Regions from separate parts of the Mus musculus genome. Here all the other regions are linked to region 3. The links are chromatin contacts, called in public Hi-C and HiChIP or PLAC-seq maps. All regions are on one chromosome and are shown on one strand. Each heading gives the region's core, a stretch centred on a gene start, on an enhancer-like site or on the middle of the called end of the contact. The rest is flanking DNA. Distances are from core to core; before and after follow the strand shown.

What was found. A called contact is a pair of places that touch in the nucleus more often than the background predicts. HiChIP or PLAC-seq counts read pairs in DNA pulled down with a chosen protein or histone mark.
Region 1: a contact with region 3 is called in a Hi-C map of the HPC-7 cell line, with 3 times the contacts expected there. The contact joins two enhancer-like sites. A contact is called at or near these places in 4 of 484 Hi-C or Micro-C datasets (the HPC-7 cell line, bone marrow-derived macrophages, embryonic stem cells and 1 more) and 4 of 115 datasets of contacts at active chromatin or transcription factors (the 230-238 cell line, the HPC-7 cell line and large pre-B cells).
Region 2: an H3K27ac HiChIP or PLAC-seq map of microglia shows a contact between it and region 3, with 5 times the contacts expected there. The contact joins two enhancer-like sites. A contact is called at or near these places in 3 of 39 promoter capture datasets (embryonic stem cells, liver and maxillary cranial neural crest), 1 of 15 datasets of contacts at CTCF or cohesin (the NIH/3T3 cell line), 7 of 484 Hi-C or Micro-C datasets (ECoMG myeloid progenitors, LSK cells, embryonic stem cells and 4 more) and 6 of 115 datasets of contacts at active chromatin or transcription factors (the 230-238 cell line, CD8 T cells, the HPC-7 cell line and 3 more).

Annotation. Positions count from the first base shown.
Region 1 is chr5:29,971,395-29,975,857 of GRCm38.p6, reverse strand. No RefSeq gene overlaps it. Among named protein-coding and RNA genes, the nearest start is that of Il6, 39 kb to the left of the region's middle. Within about 2 kb of position 2,082, at least 18 of the 459 cell types and tissues checked have an H3K27ac peak or open chromatin away from gene starts, as enhancers often do. A contact at or near this core is called in the HPC-7 cell line, where this site is marked.
Region 2 is chr5:29,991,280-29,995,796 of GRCm38.p6, reverse strand. No RefSeq gene overlaps it. Among named protein-coding and RNA genes, the nearest start is that of Il6, 20 kb to the left of the region's middle. Within about 2 kb of position 2,011, at least 6 of the 459 cell types and tissues checked have an H3K27ac peak or open chromatin away from gene starts, as enhancers often do. A contact at or near this core is called in microglia, where this site is marked.
Region 3 is chr5:29,841,270-29,845,752 of GRCm38.p6, reverse strand. No RefSeq gene overlaps it. Among named protein-coding and RNA genes, the nearest start is that of Gm5129, 110 kb to the right of the region's middle. Within about 2 kb of position 2,877, at least 72 of the 459 cell types and tissues checked have an H3K27ac peak or open chromatin away from gene starts, as enhancers often do. A contact at or near this core is called in the HPC-7 cell line and microglia, where this site is marked.

The DNA of each region.
Region 1 (4,463 bases), core at 833-3,332, 130 kb before region 3:
TCCTGAGTCTCAGTGGTCAGAGTACTCTGCAGACGAGGTCCACCAAGGTCTGGCGCTCAGATCTGCCTCCTGGATGAAGATATAAGTCTGGAAACAGGGACTGTCCCAGAAGATGTGTTGCCTCTGTAGTCTGCGCGCTCACCTGCACAGACTGATCTCCGAGGGACCAGGGACACCAGATGGCTCCCTCACCTGCTCAGGCAGTCAGAGCCCTCCCAGGTGGCCCCTTCTCCTCTGGTGGGGACGGTGCCCAGATGTCTGGATCCCTAAACGGGGTCTGTCCCAGAAGCTGTGTCGTCCCTTCTGTAGTCTGTACTCTCACGTGTGCAGACTGGTCTCTGAGGGACCCAGGACACAAGATCAAAACATGTGAATTTTTAGCCCTTTGATATTTCTTACCTTTTTCCCCAATTTCTTTGTCTAACATCATTCTGAGTTTTCATAATTTGTCTTTGCCTCAAAGCTTTAAAAGCACTGCATTGTCCGGTCCAGAGATTTAGCACACACATGCATAAATCTCTCCCTTTTCTTGCATCTATGTTCATCGGAAAATTGGTCCTTGTCTGGTTTTGCCTTGACGTAATACTCAAGGAATGAGTTTGGTATGTTCCTTTCATTCTAGTTGGTGAAGTAGCTGCAGGACTATTGGTATTAGTTCCTTAGAAGTATGGGGATCCACAGGAATTCTGTCCAGTTCTAGGTCTCCTGCTTGTCATTGCTTAAGTAGCACTGCTTATTATAAATTTGAATTGCTTATATCTTTTGGTTCCTATTCTGTTTGTTTTGTTTTGCTTTGGGGGTCAGGATCTGACTCTATAACTAGGAACTCACTATGTGGCTCAGGCTGATCTGAATTCACTGTGACCCTCTTGTTTCAGGCTCCCGGTTCCTAGGATTACACACATAAGCTCCCATGCCCAGCTCATATTTCTCTATATAATGCCCATGTTTATATTTTTAAATTACAAATTATTTACCCCTTCCTGGATTCTTTCTTTTGTTCCTGAGAGCTTGTGCTGAGGACCACCAGCTGCTTTAGAGGCAGATTTGCACAGTAGGTGTGCATATATCATTAGGGATAAGTAAATATATATTTGGAAAAACAAAGTGTTTTTCTGCTATAGAAACAGTTAGCTATTCCTTACCAAAGTAGATTCCTTGCTTCCCAAGTTAGTTGTAAAGTATCTCTAATAATAATAATAATAATAATAATAATAATAATAATAAAATGTGTCCATGAGATGGAAGTTCACATAGAGAGGCAAAAGCTAAGAATCTAAGTTTTCTTCCACTATTTATAGAAATACAGACCAAAAGGTCCCAACTAATGGGACACACACGTCTTTACCACTGGGAGCTTCCCTCAGCCATTCCAGGTAGCAGTGAGGGTAGAGTGAAGGCACTATGGCCTTCTTCTGAAAACCTGAGTGTTAAATTCTTCTGAAGACAGAAGGTCCTTGCTTCACTTTCTTGAAATAATTTCCTCTTCTATCTTATTACAGACAGGAAAAGAGACCCAACCACTACACATAACTGATATCTTCCCAGGCTTCCTCAATGAGGAGGCCCCACCTGTGTGCTACAGTACTTTCTTCTACTCCTTTGAGTAACTTCAAAGCTTCTTCCTGATTTCTTTCTCCCTATGACACCAAACCCATTCTCCATTAATGTTGAAATTTATAGCTGAATAATCAATTATTCTAACATCATAGAAACTGAAAGTGATGGTCTTTTGTCATTGTTGAAATATTTCCTCTCCTATTTCCAACCTCTCAGCCTCCAGCTCTGGTCATTAGTATTTATAACATGAGTCAAGATTAATTAACAATGTAAATTCAATAAGATGTAGGAATGTTGGCATTGAATCAGGAAGTACAACTTTATTTTCTTTAATACTCCAAAGTAGAATAATCCATTCTAGTGCATTCTGTGAAGTTCTGCCAATCCAGCCACAGGAATTTTGATGCAAAATCTGATAGGGTTTCTGTAGACAAAAGGAGGAACCTCTCCATCTCTAACCCCACAAGATAATATGAGTGACCACTTGAAACTGAAGGAGCATGTGACACTGCATAAGAGCTTCATGTAGCTTACATGGCTGTTATCTCCAGACCTATGTTTGAAACAGAACTGATTATCTCTAGCAGGATAGCAACACCCTCTTCCTGTTCCTTCTTGCCTATGGCATCTGTGAGTCAGTACTGATCTGACAGTTATGAATGCCACCAGCTTCAAATCGATTCTCTGCATTTGCCATGTGTTTACAAGCCTTAATCAGGGCAATATAACCAGGTGATAAGTGTAGAACTTCATTCTTGTCCTCCCTTCCTGATCTCTTTCAAAACTCCTTTGGCACTTTTGCCAATCACCTAAGGAGGCCAAACTCCCACCAGAGAAGGCCTGAGTGAGCCATGTTGTCCCTTGTTACTGAAGAAATGGTCCCTCCTTTTTACACCCACCATCGTTTGTTATAATCTGACATTGAATTCTTAATTGTTCTTGGCTGGAGAGATTGCTCTGGATTTCTTGTTTCCTTTTCTTTAGAATGAATGCTAGCCTCCTTATCTACAAAACTTGTTCAGTAGAGAAAATTGGGAAAACACCAAAAAGCACAAAGGAGAACTCATTCATAAACTACTACTCTGAAGTCACCACTATTGCTGCACTGGCGTATCTGTTTGCAGCCCTCTGTCTATGCCTGTATCTGATCTTTCTAAATACGTTATATTCCAAAAGAGCTACACCGCTGTGCTCACTGCCTGCCCTACTCATTTTAAAATTTGGCAACGTGTTGTCATAGTTCCAGAATAATCCATGTCAGAGTATGCCCAATAGTTTTACACTGAGATCTACATATTGCATCAGCTCAATTTTATATTCACAAGTCATTTCTGCATTTTCCTTCATACGTAATGCTACACTGAACACAGCCACAGTTTTCTCTCATTTGACACTTCAGAGGGAAAGTCTAAAGGGGAACTGTGGCATTAAAGAACCCTTACCTTTTACAGCTTTTGGTAAGCTTTGCTGTTTGGCTACCTTGATCTTCCTGAAGGTGGTTCCAGTTTTTTCACTGCAGTGAAGAGAAGACCTCGTTTCCATCCCTGTTTCCGTTCCTGGGCACTCAGCATTATTAAATCTGTTAAATAATGGGTGAAAATGGTGTCTGCATTCATGCTTGTCTTGCAGCATGAGTGTAACTGTGTTTGCACATGTTTTAGAACTGAGCATGCTTTAGGCTCTAGGTTCTGGGTGTTCAATTTTGCTCTTCCTTTTCATCTTTCTTTGCTTTGCCATATGAAACCCAAGGTTACAATAATAAGGTCACCAGTCTGGAGTCAACTAACATGAACCCAAATCTCCTGCTTTCTCTTAAAACTGTGTGACTCCATTTGACTCTGGGTATGTTATTTAGCTTCCTTGTGCCTCCATTTTTTTCCTACTGTAAAACAAAAATCACTTTTGCAGTTTCTGTCATAATACAATGTATAATAAAGTCATTTCTGATTTTGGTATTATGTAAATATTCACTATATTCTTCTAGTATGGTACCTTTCTTCCTCCTCCTCCCTCTCTTCCTCCTCCTCTTCCTCCTCTTCCTCTTCTTCCTCTTCCTCTTCTTTCTCTGCCTTCTCCTCCTCTTCTTCTTCTTCTTAAAATTTTGATCCTTCAACTGACTTTGAACTGATTTTAGTGAAGTGAGGCAAAATGCCAGTATTCAAATGCCAAAACTATATCTTAAACTCCCAATATTATTGTTGATTAATTTCACATTTTCCTATTGATAGCGTTGTCACTTCATTATAGAATGACAAATGTGCACTTGTCAGCTTCTGGACTTTCTGAGCCATTCCTGTGCGGTCACAGAGTCTCCAGCACTAGTGCCAGTGTGTAGAGTACTGACTTTAAAATGGGTCTTGCTGCCTAGTGACTAAGAAGCCTCCTTCATTACTACTTTCTCTCATTGTTTTTTTCATCCATTATAGCTTATTATCTTCGGCATCATTTACTCAAATTTCAGAAAATATTTTAAAATTCTAATTGGAATTTGCCTGCAATATATGTTATTATGGATTTAGTTGACATATTTACAATGTTGACTTTTTCATACCATAAGTTTATGCCTATTTTAATTTATTTTGATTTTTAAAATATTTATTGCTATTTTGACATTTAATTTAGTTTTATTTTATGTGTATGGGTGTTTGGCCTGCAATATGTCTATGTGCCATGCATGTGTGTGGTGCCTATGAAGGCCAGAAAAGGGTGTTGTATACCCTAGAACATCCCCTAAAACTAGTTACAAAATATTGGAAATCAAATTGAAGAGCAGTCAGTGCTCTTAATTGATGAGTCTCTCCAGCTCCTATACTGATTTTTTAAAAAGTACTTTACATATTTCGGTATAAATTTGTGTTATTGCCACTAAGGTTTTTAAATTGTGGCTAAAAAAACATGAAAAT
Region 2 (4,517 bases), core at 762-3,261, 150 kb before region 3:
ACAGTGTGTACTCATATACATAAAATAAATAAATCTTTTAAAAAAAAGAAAGACAGCACTGCCTATGAAATGCTCATACTGTGCCTAGAAGTAGACCACACAGTGCTGAATTGGCACCACATTAGCCTCAGGTTCCAGAAGAACTTCATAAGCACACCACCCTCCCGACCCTCTCATTATTTGTACCACCCTTTAGCTTTACACTTTCTGTGCTGCTATTTTTTTATTGGGAGAAATTTGGACAATACAACAATGCAATAATTTTATTTTATAATAATAATAATGATGATAATAATTTCTAAAATGTAAAGACACTTGTAAACAAAAATTAGCTGCAGCAAAAATCCAGTTAAAAATAGTTCACATGTGGAAGAATCTGATTCATTCCATATACAGTTATCAAACCCAGACACTTTGTGGATGCTAAGTACATGCTGAAAGGAGCCTGATATGACTGTCTCCCAAAAGGCCCGGTCAGAGCCTTACAAATACAGAGGTGGATGCTCACAGCCAATCATTGGACTGAGCACCAGGTCCCCAATAGAGGAGTTAAAGAAAGGACTGAAGGAGTTGAAGGGGTTTGTAACCCCATAGGAAGAACAACAATATCAACCAACCAGAACCCCCAGAACTCCCAGGGACCAAGTCATCAACAAAGGAGTACACATGGCTCCAGCTGCATATGTAGCAGACGATGGCCTTGTCAGGCATCAATGGGAGGAGAGGTCCTATAAAGGCTCTATAGATGCCCCAGTTTAGGGGAATCAAGGGAAGGGAGGTGGGAGTTGGTGGGTGTGTGGAGGAACACCCTCATAGAAGCAGGGGGAGGGAGGATGTGATAGGCTGTTTCCAGGAAGGAGGGAAAACAGGAAAGGGGATAACATTTGAAATGTAAATAAAGAAAATACCCAATTAAAAAAAAAGAATAGAATAAAGATACAAGTGTCTTTTGACCAGGAAAAAAAAAACCCTCAAAGCCCTTCCCTTTAATAATTGTTTCTGATATATGCTATGCAAAAATTAATCTGATGTTGTGTTTTTAATCAACAAAATAGAAGAAAGCATTGGTTTTTAACAGCAGACCATTTTCATTTGTGTAGAAATAAAATAAATGGGAAGTGAGACCACTTGAGATGCCTGTTTAGGTGTTTTCACAGGGTTGGGGAGATGGCTCGATGGGTTTGAGGCACTCACTACCCAGCAAACCCACATGGTGGAGGAGAGCAATGACCTCAGCAAGTTGTCCTATGACTCTCTCTCTCTCTCCTCCTTCTCTCTCTCTCTCTTTCTCTCCCTCCCCTCCCTCTCTCATTCCCTCCCTCCCTCTCTCACTCCCTCCCCCTTCTCTCTCTCTCTAAGTAAATGCAAAAAAATGTAATGTTTCAACATTTCCTACTTAAAAGTGCTAATGTTTCTCTACCTCATATAGAGTAATCTCCAGTAACAAACCTCACCCCAAAGGTAAGCTAAGAGTTCTAGAAATGTTACAAAGTAGATTTTCCCATGTCCCACCTCTTTATCTTTCCAAACAGGTTAGATCTCTCTTTTGTCAGTTCACCTTCCCCAGTTGCTTCTAGTTTTTAGGGTCCAGTTACAGGTACTCCCAGAGTGCCTCCTTGTATGTATGCTTATTAGCCAATAACTGACCCACTCACCTGTGTAAATACTCCATTAAGAGCAGATAACAGGTCTGATTTTGCATACTGTTGTTGGCTTATAGTCTAGCATACTGCCTGGCAAATGGCAGCTCCTCAGTAAAAATTAACGACTGAGTGAAATGTGTCTTGGGCTCTGTAGAGCTCCCTAACCCACCTTACCTTGCCCAGCACACTGCATCAGTTTTTCACACATGTACAAGGATCTGCGCTCAGACTGATGATGTATATTTTATGTTCTCTTTAATATAAGGTAACTTCCACCTTCTATCTTGTCCATTCTCCTGGACATTTCTAATCTGAGCATCTCAGATAGGAAATAGCAGAGATCTCATGACTCTAAGGAAGGGAAGGGCTTTACTCACTTCCTCTCTCTCTTTTACTGAGCTTCTGGGGAAATCCTCTGACCATAAAGACCAGGGCCAGATTCTGATTGGAGACTACAGACCCCCATAGTTTTCATTGAGTCTTGACTCCTGAATAACTCAAAGAAACTGAAAGCCTCTAGCCATTTATAGTCCATTGGATCTGTGAGGATAGTAGTAGTAGATTGGTGGTCTTGGGGACCTTAACTCACATTTCACACTATTATACATTAGGGATTAAAAGTTTTTAAGTTACAACCTATGTTACACAGAGTCTGGGATAAGTAATTGGCTGGGGTCTGTGGTACAGAGTAGTTTGGCAAGTGTGCTTTAGATAATCGAGTCACACAAACTATTGTCCAAAGGCTGAGACTGACTGAGGGCTCTGAGGTCTTCCCTGGGGCAGCTGGGAGTATCCCCAAGAACCACTGTGACAGTAGGAACTATCCAAGGTGTGCAGTGCTCTTCCTTGTGTAGTGAATGCTAAACGTGCTCTGATTGCTGTGGAAGGTATGTGGCACCCTGCTTTAGTTTAGGGTAAGAAGTAATATGACAGCGCTTCTTTTTCTCCAAAGAATGGGCACACTAGAATCTGCCATCTGCTTACTAAGATAACCTATGACTTGTTCCATGGAAGAAGGAAACAAGAAGTTGAACCTAGTCAGTTTAGGTGTATAGATCATTACACTCATTTCCCTGCCACAGATGTTTGAAAAAGAATGAAGGTCTCACAGGACCAGATTTTAAAAAGGCTTGGCTGTGTAGGATGCAAATCAGATAGCTGCTTGCTATGGATTTTAAAGGGGACAATTTCTTCTGAGATACAATAACATACTCTCAAATCAGCATTAGTCAAGGGGGAGCTTTTACTGATGGATTGCCTTTCAAAATCATTGAGTTTCTATCTTTGCTATGAGAATTTGTTGAAAAAATAAAAATAAAATGCTTCCCCTAGTATAAACTTTATTTTATATGTATTTATCTTCTATGGATGTCTCACAACATATAATTATTTGCAAGCTGTAAATTTTTGTTTGTACTTACTTATCTATTTTCACTTTATTTTATTGAAAAGTTCTCATTCTGCAGTCCAGGATGACCTTGAATTCAGTTTCACAATCCTCTTGCCTCCATTTACCAGGAATGAGATTACAGGTGTGCACTACCACTCCTGACTTGTTCGTTTGTTTGTTTTCAGAAAATAGAATCTGCCTTTCTCACTAGACTAAAGCTCCATGGGGGCAAGAAACTGTAGTTTGATGCCTTCTGTAGCCACCTGATCAGGAACCATCTCTGGTCTAGGGTGGGGTCTCAGTTGGCAATTACAAGTATCAGATCACTCTCCATACAGCTTAGAAAGCAATTGGCATTTTTATCCTCATTTTCTAAGTGAGGAAGTTAGGGTTCAGAGAGGGTGAGTTAATTTGGCAGTCAGTAGGAGAACTAGAAGTTGAACCTAGTCAGTTTGGGTAGATTCATCATATTCTTATTTCCTTGCTACAAATATTTGAAAAAGAAAGAAGGCTTCACCAGACCAGATTTGAAGAAGCTTTGGCTGTGTGGGATGTGAATCAGACATGCATTCAGGATTTCAGTGATCCTGGGAGTCCTATTATAAGCTAGAGGGGAAGGTGTGAGGTAAGGAGGGGCACAGGAAGATGTGGTGAGCCTGATTATACCAACATCAGAGCCAAGGTCTTGCCTGCTCCCTTTCTTAGTGCTTCTCTTCTTTTGAATTAATAGTTAAGTTGTAGGTTGTTTCTCTATGCAGAAGCAGAGTGGCTTAAGTAAAAGAAGTAATTTTATTTATTTTTGTTTGTTTTTTGTTTGTTTGTTGTGATAATGACTATTTTGTTCACAGGGCTTCACTACATAGCCAAGCTGCTCTTGAGTTCATTACGTAGCAAAGACTGGCCTCAAATGTTTGATAGTTCTGCCTCAGCTTTGATTACTGGGCTTACAGGAGCACGTCACCATGCCCATCTTGAGACACGTATTTTATAGGATACAAAGTCGATTATAGAGTTCTGTCCTTTCCACACACGTCATATGACTGGTTGTAACTTGGTTATACCACTGGCAAACTAAAATCGGCGATAGTCTGGGTAAGGGGCACATGAACCTATGGTGTATTCTCTCTCTTAAATATGATTTCATACATGTACTTTCTGAGACGGAGTCTCATTCTGTTACCCCAGCTAATCTTGAGCTCCTTTGCTTGAATGACCCTCTCCCCTAACCCTCTCAAGTAACCACAACTTGTAGGTGTGTTGTAGGTGTGTTGTAGGTGTGTTGTAGGTGTGTTGTAGGTGTGTTGTAGGTGTGTTGTAGGTATGTTGTAGGTGTGTTGTAGGTGTGTGCTACTACACTGACTGAGGTCACTGCTTTACACTGGGTCGTTAATATTAGTCCTTCACAAACTATTCATTTTATGGATTTTTAAAAAGAAACCATCCACCACATAAGGGTCCAGTGGGAACTAGGAGAGCTCCCGCCT
Region 3 (4,483 bases), core at 1,628-4,127:
CTTTTTGTGAGCCTCCATGTTCTGTATGTACTGGGGCTAAGATCTTTTTAATGAGTAAGTCAGTTCTCAAAAAGTGCAATATTCAGGGTGCCTAGAAAGTGCTTATTCAATTTAAAGCCACAAGCCAAGTATGGCGGACAAGCATCTCCTGTATGAGCCTGAGGGCTCAACAGAGGCTGAGTACCTGGCTTGATGACACAAAGTATCTGCATGTCTCCTCTCTCTGTCTCTGTCTCTGTCTCTGTCTCTGTCTCTCTGTCTCTCTGTCTGTCTGTCTGTCTCTCTCTCTCTCTCTCTCTGAGTGTGTGTGTGTGTGTGTGTGTGTGTGTGTGTGTGCACGTGCTTCTTCCTTGGTCCCTCTTGCTGTGACCCCAGGGCAGTCTAAAGAAATTCCTGTTTCTAGGACTAGAACTACATTAGTCATGTACAAGTTATTTCTTTAAAGCTATGCAAGCAATTTCAGACAAGTCACATTTCCGAGGAGACTTGAGGGTCAAGACAGCACTTGCCACCAGCTTCCTTCCTCTATCTCTTGCCCATCAACCCTCTCCAAACGTATGAAGCCAACAGAAACAGGAAGGAGACATTGAATAGGATAAATTGAGCCACTCATCACAGACAGCATCTGTCTTCATGCTTGCCCAATGTAATTTCAGGCTTTTGTTTAATTTGGCTTAGTCCAGAAAACATTCAGTAGTTTGTACTTTATCATCCCTGACCCTCTATGACATCTATGCTGTAGTCATTTTTTAAAACCCATTATAATTAATATAATTATCACACATTTTTAACTGATTGACCCCTCAACACACACACCCCACTATGATTGATACCTTTATAGCAGGCAAGTAATGAGAGAGATAGATGGAGACAAGAAATAACCGAACCCTTGCCTTTCCACAGTCTATACCCTCCACCACCACAGCTTTCAGAGCTCTCTAGTGGGGCATCCTTTTAAAAATTTTCTTCCAAAATATTTTCTGAGAAATAAAAGCAGAAATTGTCCTGTATGCTCACAAAATCCACTTCCTCTACTGTGTTACATGCAGAGTATTTTCTGAATGGAAATGATAGTATATGCCTCTACAGCAAGATGACTCTCCACACATTTGTCTATGCAACAAACTCTGCCTAAGTAAATTCCTACCTGGTGTGTACAATCCACAGTCTGTGGGTTGCATGTACCCCAGGATAGCTAAGTCATCGGCCCAACACAAAGTTCACAACCTTAAAGTGTAAGGATTTTCCTCCGCTTTGAAGGGTAGGGTTGAAACAGGGTTTCTTTTTCTAACTTTCCCTTTTTCTTTTCTTTTCTTTTTTAATTTATTTATTTCATGTATGAGTGCTCTATCTGTATGTACACTGTGTGCCAGAAGAGGACATCAGATCAGTTGAACTCAAGACCTCTGAAAGAGCAGATGGTGGGTGCTCTTGACTGCTGAGCCATCTCTTCAGCCCTGAGACAGGGCTTCTTTGTGTAGCCCTGATTGCCCTGGAACTCACTCTGTAGACCAGGCCTTAAACTCAGAGATCCACCTGCCTCCCAAGTGCTGGAACTAAAAGTGTGTATCACCATTGTCTGGAATTTTTTCACTTTTTTTTTTTTGATAATTGATTGTTTTCAAATGTGAACTTTGTAGATGACAATAGCATATTGCAATGTCACAGGCTAAACCCACTAATGAGACACTGAGAATAAAAAGGCAATGTGTTTAATATTGGTTATGAATATAAAGTGCTAATAATGATGGTTGACAATTTGCTGGGCCTTTCACTATTCCATATACTGTATTTATCAGCTGTCAACTTCACCACAGGATTATGATCTATGTATAATCTTCACTTACTAGAGGAGGAACATGAGGTTCAGAGACAGTAAGAAGCTTGTGATGGAGCCAAGAATCAAATTCAAGCAGTTTGAAAACTAGGCATCAACGTGAGAAACAGAAACAACCAGAAAAGTACATTCAAAATGCAGTTCAGTGATTGAAAATTGAGGGCAGTCTATGACTGTGAGTCAAGAGGGTCATGACCACATGTGCCAGTATCTAGGACTCAGGGGGGTTGTCTTGTCTTCTCAGTGGGTATGTAGTTCTTGGCTTACAGGTTATCAGTATTGGTCTGGAGTGGTCAACTGGGTATTTGAGAGGCAGAGATGACTTTGAATGTCTGGAAAGGGTCAGCAGGATAGAGAAGTGTAATACTGGTGGGAATCCTGGGATGGTTATGTCTCATGAGGATTTAAATTCGTGGGTTTTGTGTAGTGTTCATTCATTCATTTGATAAAAATCTGAAATGTACCCACTCTCTTCCTAAAAACTTCCCTAGACTTTTGGGATACTTAATGACTACAACAGAAAAAATATTCTTGTAATATTGGAGGTTGTGTTCTTGAGAGTGAGACAAGTAATAAAATGAGCATAATAAATAAATATATTACATATTAAGTCAGACTGTAATCTCAGCATTCAGGAGGTGGAGGCAGGAGAGTTTTGAGCTCTAGGCCAGTCTGGGTGACATACATGATTCTGTCTCAAGAACAACAGTAACAAAAAACAAGTGAGAAGATTATAAGCAGTATAAAAAAGACATCAGGCAATAGCCGAAGGAGGTCAGACTAGCCAGGGCTGAAATCCTAAGGCAGGAGATGCCTGGTTTGTCAGCTGATACACAGAAAGCAGAGGGAAGGTCAGAAAGGATGCCTGAATGACGCATGGAAGGCTGCTTTGGAATGGATCCCAGAAGAATCAGGTTTAGTTGGGTCATGGTGTAGAAATGAAACACAGAGAAACCAGAGTCTTGAGTTCTGTGCAGACACTGACAGGAAACAGGAAATCATCTGAAGACTTCAGCCACTGGGTCTGCAAGCTTAGGCCACAATGGGCTGAGTGGGTGGACAGAGCAAAGCACTGAGTGTGGGTTCTGGAGAGCTGAGCCTGTGGGTGGAGAGGGAGCTGATAAGAACTCCAGGCCCATCGTCACCCAACAGTCACAACATGTCTCATTATTTTGCTTCTTCATGAGTTAATAAACAGAAGGCCTATTATATTGGTAAAACCAGACAAAGCCTGAGAATGGGGAGTCTGGGAATGGATAGTAGAGCACTGGGGAGACAGCACCAGCTGTTGAGTCAGACTGTCTGGAGTTCAACACTATGCCTGACCAATTTTTCTTTGAGGTCCTCCCTCACTTGCCTGGAATCCAGACATTTTCTTCAAAGAGTACATGGTGGTATGCAGCTGTGAGGATCCCTGATGAGCTGTGGACCAGAATCAGCTGATTCTGTAATGGGCCAGTTCCAGATACTTCAGTCTGGAATCCACATGCTGGAAGGTTATTATTGTGTTTGTTGTATCAAGAAATGTAAGAAATATAGTCTAAATGAGTTTCATGTTGAGGTGGAAGGGAATAGTTACTGCTACAGAAGATGGTGGTGACTGTATCACAATTCAAGCAACTATTTACAAATCATTACACTTTTCCCCTCAAGCTGGGAAGTAGATTCAGTTAGGCTCCACTGAGGCTCCAACCACTGGAGGAGTTTGTGCTGTGTAATCCAGAGAGAGAGAGAGAGAGAGAGAGAGAGAGAGAGAGAGAGAGAGAGAATTAGTTGAGATCATTGCAGTGAGAGATTAAAATTCCCTCAAAGACATTCTCCAACAGTGAAAACTGAGGTGACTCTACTCTCAGCACTGAGATGTGGAAGGCCACTTCAGGGAGAAGCACATTTAGGAAGAACTTCCACAGTCTCTAGATTCTCTTCTTAATAGTTACAAGTGAACTCTCCCCCCTTGTCCATGCCCCAGGAAAAACAGAGTCAGCTGTAGTCAGTCCCACTTGATTCAGGGCCTACTGTGTCCCTTCAGGCCTAGAACATCCCACTACCCCTAGCTACAGTGTCCCACTCCATCCCAGCTCCCTGGCTCTCTCCTTCTGTCACTAAAGCCAACCCTTGTCCAGAGGGAGTTGGGGAGGAATCTGGGGCTCAGCTTCCTCCACTATGTAAACCCTGCCTCAACCAGAGCCGCCACTGAGGAAACGGGAAGGGCATTGTCTTCCCTTCCCAAGACCCAGGTTTTAGCACTGAGTGGAGATTCCCCAGAGACAACGTCTTAGTGTGATGACATCCAGCCCCAAGTTCAGGCCTTGAAAGGAGATCGTTAGTAATGAGTAAGCACAACTGGGCAGGAAAACCAGGGAGTGGGGAGAACAAGGGGATTGTTGGTTTAAAATTCCTAATTGGCCTCATCCTGAGCAGTTCTGCTGCTTGTAAGACAATCTTTGCCCCAACTGGTAGAGTATGGGGGGAGAGGCTGTGGCACCTATCTGTAGCTGACTCACCCCACCTCAGGTGCTTTAAAAGACATTCCCTGAAGTCCTCCACCCAAAACTTCTTCTAAGACCCAGAAAACAAAAGCTACCCTTCACACTGTTGGGACTTTGGATGGATCCTTACATACCCAGATCTGCTATCAAGTCCACA